Regions from separate parts of the Anas platyrhynchos genome. Here region 2 is linked to region 1. Evidence: chromatin contacts called from public Hi-C data. All regions are on one chromosome and are shown on one strand. Each heading gives the region's core, a stretch centred on a gene start, on an enhancer-like site or on the middle of the called end of the contact. The rest is flanking DNA. Distances are from core to core; before and after follow the strand shown.

Evidence for each region. A called contact is a pair of places that touch in the nucleus more often than the background predicts.
Region 2: a Hi-C map of F5 follicle shows a contact between it and region 1, with 2.2 times the contacts expected there. The contact joins the promoter of PHLPP1 here to the enhancer-like site in region 1. A contact is called at or near these places in 2 of 8 Hi-C or Micro-C datasets (F5 follicle and small yellow follicle).

The regions. Positions count from the first base shown.
Region 1 is chr2:79,823,276-79,827,238 of IASCAAS_PekinDuck_T2T, forward strand. PHLPP1 (PH domain and leucine rich repeat protein phosphatase 1) reads right to left here. Exons shown (of 17, transcript XM_005021068.6): 4 at 1,553-1,719. Among named protein-coding and RNA genes, the nearest start is that of PHLPP1, 85 kb to the right of the region's middle. Within about 2 kb of position 2,321, at least 3 of the 8 cell types and tissues checked have an H3K27ac peak or open chromatin away from gene starts, as enhancers often do. A contact at or near this core is called in F5 follicle and small yellow follicle, where this site is marked.
Region 2 is chr2:79,908,380-79,912,342 of IASCAAS_PekinDuck_T2T, forward strand. It overlaps PHLPP1 (PH domain and leucine rich repeat protein phosphatase 1), which reads right to left and starts at 1,810. Exons shown (of 17, transcript XM_005021068.6): 1 at 474-1,810. The coding sequence starts at 1,611.

The DNA of each region.
Region 1 (3,963 bases), core at 1,071-3,570:
AGGCACTGCAATACTGCCAGTTATCCTTCCTAATCACTCAGACCTTTGCTCCAGAAGTTCATGGATCTTCCAGTGCCTTCTTGGCAAGGTCAAAGCAGTTTGCTCTAACTCCGCTATCAGTCACTGACAGAATAGGACCAGTTATAAAAAAAATTATGAGGCTTATCTGTTTCATGCTACCTGTTTTGCTACTTCTCCAGATTTTCCTTACGCAGATTCGCAGAAAACAGGAGAGGTTTTTTTGGTAAACTGAACTCCTTCACACTTTCACATTTAGGCCTATGTTAGTGATGAAAATTTTAATAATTTATTAATGCTTTCAGCAAGACCTATCTGCTGTTCCTACAATTGCAGCACCAAGAGAATATTAAACAAAGAACATCACCCACCATGTTATTTATAAATGCTTTTGAATCCCAGACAGAATTAGCTGTATGTACATGGACAAAAATAGTTAAGTATCTCCTGTACACTTTCTAATACTTAAAAAAGGAAAGTGATAGACAATTAATGAATATTTTTACTTTAATTTTTGTGCTCGTCATCTGACTTCTGCTAAAATTCTACTTGATATTTGGAGATCTACACCAATATTCACAGAACATTTAATCCAGTATTCCTCTCCAGACTGTTCATAAACTCTTGGAAGCACTGCCTGCTTTGTTTGTAAAGCAGACCTGCTGGGTTCATTCATCTTCCATTATGCCAGATTTTTGTTTTTCTAGAACAAAATTGGAATTATATAAAATACAACAGCCCACATAATTCATCTTGCATTTTTTGGTTCTTTTTTTAAGATGAAGGGATGTAGAAACGTGGTTGAAAACATTTCATTTGAACAGGACTATGCACAAATACAATCCGGAGGTACTCTGCAATTCCGTTACTACTGAAATTAAAATCACAGGCTTATATTTACTATGGAAACATTAATCTTCCAGCATACAGAAAGACTGCTGATTTCACAATTCTGGGACACGCACATTAAATCACTCAGTCCACTAGTAGTACTGCTGTCCATCCGTTTCTTACATTCTTGATGAGCTGCAATGGACAGAACACCTGGAAGGTCACAGTTACTAGGAAAAGATGAGGTTTGAACAGAGAAGAGAGATGACAGCAATCTGGCTTAAATTGTTAAATCAGGGTTTTCTTTGCTTGAGAGAAAACAAAACTCTAAAGTGAACTTGCACACAGCGTTATCCCTACCTAGAATGCTGCTGATGGGCAACTCGGTAACTCATTCTCTCACGTAACAGATTGAAGGATTACAGCCTAGCCTCAGCAGGTAGGTGTAAAGCAACGCACTCTGAAAACTCCATTTTAGATCAAAAATAGTTTTCATAGAAAAGCATGGAGTTTCTTATGAAAGCTGGTCTGTTTCTAGCCAGCACACAGCTAACCAATTTCTGAAGCGTCAGTCTGTCCATTCTTCCCCAAGAAAAGTTACTTTTTTTTTTTTAAACCAGCATCACTTTAGGAAAGTTCCTGCAGACCAGTGGTTACTTGGCTCCAAGGGCAGAGGAAGACCAGTAGAACCAGCAGACCTTACCTTTGCAATTCATTAAGCGCTCTACTTGTAGATGGGCTAGGGTTTAGCCTCAGGAAGTTCTGCTTTAAATTGAGATGAGTGAGGTCTTGGCTATAAAACAGGTTGGCAGGCAGTTGCTCCAGGCTGCAGCATGAAAGATCCACTGAGCTTATACGCTGTGATGCAACCTGGAAGTCAAGAGGCACACCGATACATTAATAATGTAATAAATCAAGAGCATTTCCTTCAGCCCTACTAGCATGAGATAAACTGTTTTTTAACCACAGCACAAGTCGGTGTCAGCATATGCAGCTAATTCAACCCTGTTTACATCACTTGTAGAAGTTAACCCACAATCTTGTTCCAACTCAGTGCTAAAACCAGGAGCACAGATGGCCAGCAGGGGGAAAGCGCAAAGGTTTGTCAAACTAACATGCAAAATGAATTCATTTTCATCTATGAAAGTTATGCGACACTCTGTGACCAGAAAAACAGGTAAGAGATTTGACATAAACTTCAGTTTAGTCCTTTGGTTAGCAAGTAACAGCAGCAAAAATGTAAGTGCACAAGTCCTCTGTATTGTGGTATGGTTGGTCAGTATATCGAGGCAAAAGGTGAGCAGAGGTAAGGGGATAGCAGTCATCCACCTATCTCAGCATTACACGTCAGGAAAAAAAATAATTCGTCACATTTACATCTTACTGGGAAAACAGTATCTGACCAGCAGCAAAGCACTGGGCGCTCTGTTCTTCTCGCTGAATTAGAAAACTGGCCAAGGGTAACTGATAAAAATGTGATAACAAAACTGAGATTTGGGAGCTTGCCACTCCTCCAGAAAGGAGGAGACAGAAGTCTGCAGATGCCAAAGAAATCATACTACCTAGCACTATGAAAGGGCTAGCGTCATTCCACAGAGACCTACAGGCAGCAAATTCAAACCGAAACTCTGCACCTTACCAAATCTCTAAGATACGACTGAGTGAACTACAACCTGCCACTTTATTTACTTAAAAAAACAAAAACAACACTGCCATTGAGAATTGTTACTTGTATTTTCTGTCCAATACTATTAAGCAAACCCTTTCAAAGTCTTGGGAGTCATGGAGTTACCTCCATCAGGAAGTACGAAATGCAATACAGCGAGGATGGTGGGCAAGGAGGAGCGATCAAGTGCTAGAAGAGTAAGAGACGTTTTTGGAGCAGACCTGGCTTAGATCAAAGGAGAGAAAGCAAACAAGTTCACTGCCATCGTAGACTTGTGGGGCTGCACAACCAGTGCTCACGCAGTGACGTGTTCTGTCGGCTGCTCACTGCAAGAGAAGCAATCATTTTTGCCACTGGCACTTTGATTGGCCTCGCATGCTATGATTCTGGAAGTACAAACACCACATCTAAGGGACAAGAAAGAAAAACAAACGAGAAATCCTCCAACAAAGCCCAGTGGCAGTTTATAAGAGCCTCTGAACTCCAGTGAAGGAGATATCATCTAATCTTCTGGGCAGAGATACAGCCTTTTCCATGAAGGACCCTGAACACAGAAACAGATCATTTTTTTTGCTGGCATAAGTGAAGTAGCTTGCCACTGAAAGGAAGGCCAAGGACTTTTTTCTTCCCTTTTTTTTTTTTCCTCTCTAACACAAGCTACACAGACCTCAGGATAAGTGGGCTCTATTACAAACACGCGGCCATAAGCTTCAAGAGGAACAGACGGTGCCGTGTTTTTCTCTGATGTGACCGCTAATAATCCAGCCCTCCCACATCCATTAAAATGCTTCAATTTCTTTTACTCAATTAGCTCAGTCCTTTTGTCACCCTAGCTACTATTTTTCTTCCTCCTATAGTATCAGACAGAAAATATTCACGGGCTATTCTCAGCCGTCATCTCGGAAAGTTAGGTGTTCGGTCTATTTACGGCGCCAGAACCTGCCCAGCAGGGCACGCTTCTCCTCACGCCGAAAACAACTGATGAAAAAGCACTGACACCCATTAGATGAAAAAGGAGAAGGTGTAATTTCAGGTGCAATGTTTACACGTCCTGTTGCTTCAACTGCTTGTTTGGAATGCAGCAGGAACAGTAATAAGCAACCCAGAGTGCTCAGCAAGGCCTGTCACTCGAAAATGTTTAACATACCCAAACTGATAACTCCAAGTGAGCCAACAAACCCAAATTCTGCTGTGGTCTCCAAAAAAGAATGCAAGTTCCTTTGTTAAAGCCTTCCACCTCTGGGGGAGAAAAAGCTGTTACAAGTAATATTGTTTTTACAAGTTATAGCTCCTGTTTGTGTGTGTAGTTTTATTTTTGTTGGTTTTGTTTTTAAAAGCAATCACCCTGTTATACAAAGGATTTCATTAATCATAAAACTGATACATACTCCACGATGGCTCGACCACGGGTAACTGTCAAAGTTAAATATGTTTTAAAAGGAGTTAGT
Region 2 (3,963 bases), core at 560-3,059, 85 kb after region 1:
ACAGTTAAAACCCAAGGCGCTCCAGGATGACAATAGGTATTTTTACCAAGCAACCCAGCCGACAGGGAAGATATTTTTACAGCCCTACAACACGGCAGCGTTGCGTCATGGCAACGTGGGAGCTAACTTTTCCCACCCAAGGCTCCCCACCTCCCGTACCCAAAGTCGCCTTGGCGAGGCCGCGTTTGCGAGGCTCTTGCCTTTTATGCTCACGCTCTTGACAAGCTTACAGCCTCAATCACAAACAGCGAGCGACGAAACCCAAAGCGGGAGGCTGAGCAGAGGGGCTGCGCTTGCAGGATGGAGCTGCAAGGAGCTGTGGGGAGCTTCTTCCCCCCAGCAGCCCAGCTCAGGGGCGATGCAGTTGAAGGAAGGCAGGGCTGCCAAGCGCTCACACCCCACAATCCCTGAACCCCTGGGCAGCCCCAAACCAGCACCTGCAGCCCCCCCGTGCCCCGACGGCGCTGTCTCACCGGCGTAGAAGCGGATGAGGCAGCCGGTCTCCGCGTCCATGCCCTCCTCCTGCACCCGCCACAGGTCCCGGTAGCCCAGCTGGCAGAGGTAGTCGTTCTGGAGCTGCAGCGGCTTCTCGTGGGCCTCCAGCCGCCGGCTGGTCTCGCCGTGCAGCTGCACGTAGAGGGCGGGCGGCCCCGGCTCCCGGCCGGCAGCGGCGGCGGCGGCTTCGCCCCCCGGAGCCCCCCCGGCCCCCGGCGGCTCCCCCGGCCCCGGGGGGCTCCGCGCCGGCCCCGCCGCCTCCCCCTGGCCGTCGGGGGCCGCCGGCTCGGCTTCCAGCTCCTCCGAGGAGGACGAGCCGCCTCCGCCGCCGCTGCTGTAGGGGTCCAGGCGGTCGGAGACGCTGTCGGCGCTGGGGCTGAAGCTCTCCGTGTCGGAGCCGGCCGGCCCCAGCTCGCCCAGCAGCGCCGGGCAGGACAGCGGCGGCCCCGCCAGGTAGAGCTGTGCGGGCGGCTCGCTGCTCTCGTCGGCCGCTTCGGGCGGGGGTCCCTGCGGGGGAGCGGCAGGAGGAGGAAGAGGAGCAGGAGCAGGAGCAGGAGGAGGAGGAGGAGGAGGGGGGGGAGGCGTCGCAGCGCCCGGCTTGCCCAGCACCCGCAGCACGCCGCCGCCGCGGTGCCCCAGCTGCTGCAGGCGGGCGGCCACCTGCTCGGCCGTGGTGTCCAGCGTGCAGAGCACGGGGCGCAGGTAGCAGGCGGCGTGGCGCTCGTAGACGTGCAGGCAGCCCCGCCGCACGTCCCGCCGCACCCAGTCCCGCTCCGGGGGCTGCAGCGGCTGCAGCTGCCGGGGGGGCTTGGGCAGCAGCAGCAGCGCCTTCCTCTCCAGGCTGCGGGTCCCCGCCGGGGACGGCGAGGAGGAGGAGGAGGCGGAGAGGTTCCTCTTCAGCCTCCCCCGCCGCAGCAGCAGCGAGTTGGCGGCGCCGGGGGTCGCCAGCGCGGCGGGGGGCGCCGAGCCGCTGCCTCCCCCTCCTCCCCCTCCTCCTCCTCCTCCTCCTCCTCCACCGCCGGCCGCTCTCCTCCTCCTCGGGCCGCCGCTCTCCGCCCGGCTGCCGCTGCCCGGCGGGCTCCTGCCGGGCTCTGCGCCCGCGGCTGGCTGCTCCATCGGCTGCTGGAAGGGAGCGGGGGGAAGGAAGGGAAGAGCAGGGCAGGGCAGGGCAGGGCAGGAGGGGGCGCAGGGCTCAGGGCGGGCAGCGCAGCTCCGCGCAGGGGCCCCCGCGCCGCCCGCCTCAGCCCCAGCCCCGCTCCCCGCCCGGCGCCGCCGCCATTAGGGAGGGGAGGAGGAGACAGGGAGGGAGGGAGAAGGAGGGGGAGGGCGCCTCATGAATATTAACCGGCCCGCTGCGGGGCTGGGAAATGGAGGCCGGGACGGGGGGGGGGAGACTACAAGTCCCGGCAGCGCCTGCTGTGAGGGGGCGAGCTGTGAGGGGGGAGTGCTGCCCGCCCGCCCCTGGGTTTAAACGTTAATGGTGGCGGTGTCCTGCCCTCAGCAGCCGTGTTTCTGAGGCCGGGTTTCGCCAGGGAACCGTTGGCTAACGGTCGCGATCCTGTCGCGACATGGCGCGCTGTGCCTGTCACCAGCCGTGCCCCCTCGGCTCGGTCAGGCGAGCAGCGAGCCGGGGCGATTTTCCCTCACAGATGGGGACGGGAGGGGGTGTAAAAATGCACGGGGGGCGTTTGTGCATTAAACACACACACACAGGGAACTGCTCTGTGAGAAGGTCCACAGAGAAAAAGTTCCAGCACAGCTAGCCTGTCACTGTGTTTCATTGCTAAAACTACTGAAAATACGCATTTCAGACCCTAAAACTACTGAAAATACTTCCTAAAGATTGTGTAGGAGCAGCGACCAGATACCAACACTTCCCCTCCTCCCCCCATCCGATTTTAAATTATTTACTGAAAAGATAAATTACAATCAGATAGGAGAGTGTTCATACCACAAGGACATAACGCTATCTATTCGGAGAACTCTCTTGTGCTCCTGAGGGCATTTTAGCTGAGTAATGTAGGCTGGACAGGGCTGTGACTGCTTGAGATCCTTCCCTTTTAATACATTTTGTAAAATCGCAGCGAAACGTCGTGCCAGATACTCATCGAAAATGCTCTGGGCTGCGGTAGGGTGGAAGTTGTGGGCAATTAATCAGTTACACCAATGCCAGGGGAGATAAATCTTCATCCCTGAGCACCCCGAGACAAACTCTCAGTGTCAATGAAGCAGCACTTTTAGTTCTGTTTATTTTATTTATTTTTTTTTAGTGTATATACGTAAATGAACCAGAACCGTAATAAAACAAATGTTTATGTCTCCCAATAAAACGCTCCTCCAGACTTGCACATTATTTTCTTTATACCTCATACACGCAGGTGAAACACACCGCAGAAAACAGAGGAGTTCCCCGGGGAACTCGCGATGGAAACGTGTGTCTGCCTCGTATAAGGTTTATAACAATGAAGCTGTCGTTTTACCTTTGTACGGAAACCACCCCCTTTTGGAACGGAACAATCAGCAAATTAATTACGTTCTGACTGTGCGGTTTGCTGGCCCGTATCTGGATTTGCAGTAACCAGCAGGAACATCGCTGGAATTCCTTCTGGGCGAGAGACCCAGGACCAGATCCAGAGCGTGCACTGAGAGAAGATGACGGCAACGCTTGGCCATTAAAGGCTTAAACCGGTGCCCAAAACCTCCTCTAACAGTAGCAGCACACAGTGAAAGTGCAGCGTTGAGTGTATTGCAGCCTGATTCTGTCTACTTTGTGCATTCCCGTTTAATTATTTCTACTGATTCACACCACCCTCATGCCACCTACTTCACAAAGGTTACTCCAGGTCTCCTGATTTAGATGCATGAGAGAAATACTTTATGTGCAAACACACACAGACACACTCGGACGAGGGAGTCGGTAAGCTCGAGAGGCATTATTGTTAGCAGTAATACTTGAAATAAAATACAGTTTCTAGAAAACAGCTTGCTACCCTTGAAAGCAGTCTTTCCTTGGAGGGAGGCAGGGAGAGAGGAGCTGTGCTCCAATTGTTCAGGCATCTGACTGTTCTTGCACACACACAGAAAAATCCGAACCAGAGATGATCAGATATTTCTTAGGAACGTGAAGTGGGAAGGTAAGTCCCCTGGGGCAGCAAATTTTCTCCCTTATGACTGGAGATACCACATCCTATAGCGCTGCATGCTACTGAGGGCTCCCGAAACAGCTGAGCATCGACTGGAAGTGAGTGAGACGAGTGGATTTGTCCTCAGCTCTCGGTGGAGCAGCACTGCCCTTGTGGTCAGGAACTTTCTCCCAGTTTTCAGTCTACATTTACAGCCGGGAGGTTTACACCCCTGTGTTCACACGCCAGCAGTGCCCTTTGACTCCAATCCATTTTTTTTAGTTTTATTTTTTCACTCCTGAGTGTTTACCCCCAGTGTACTTCTAGGCAGCAGCCGTATCCCTGA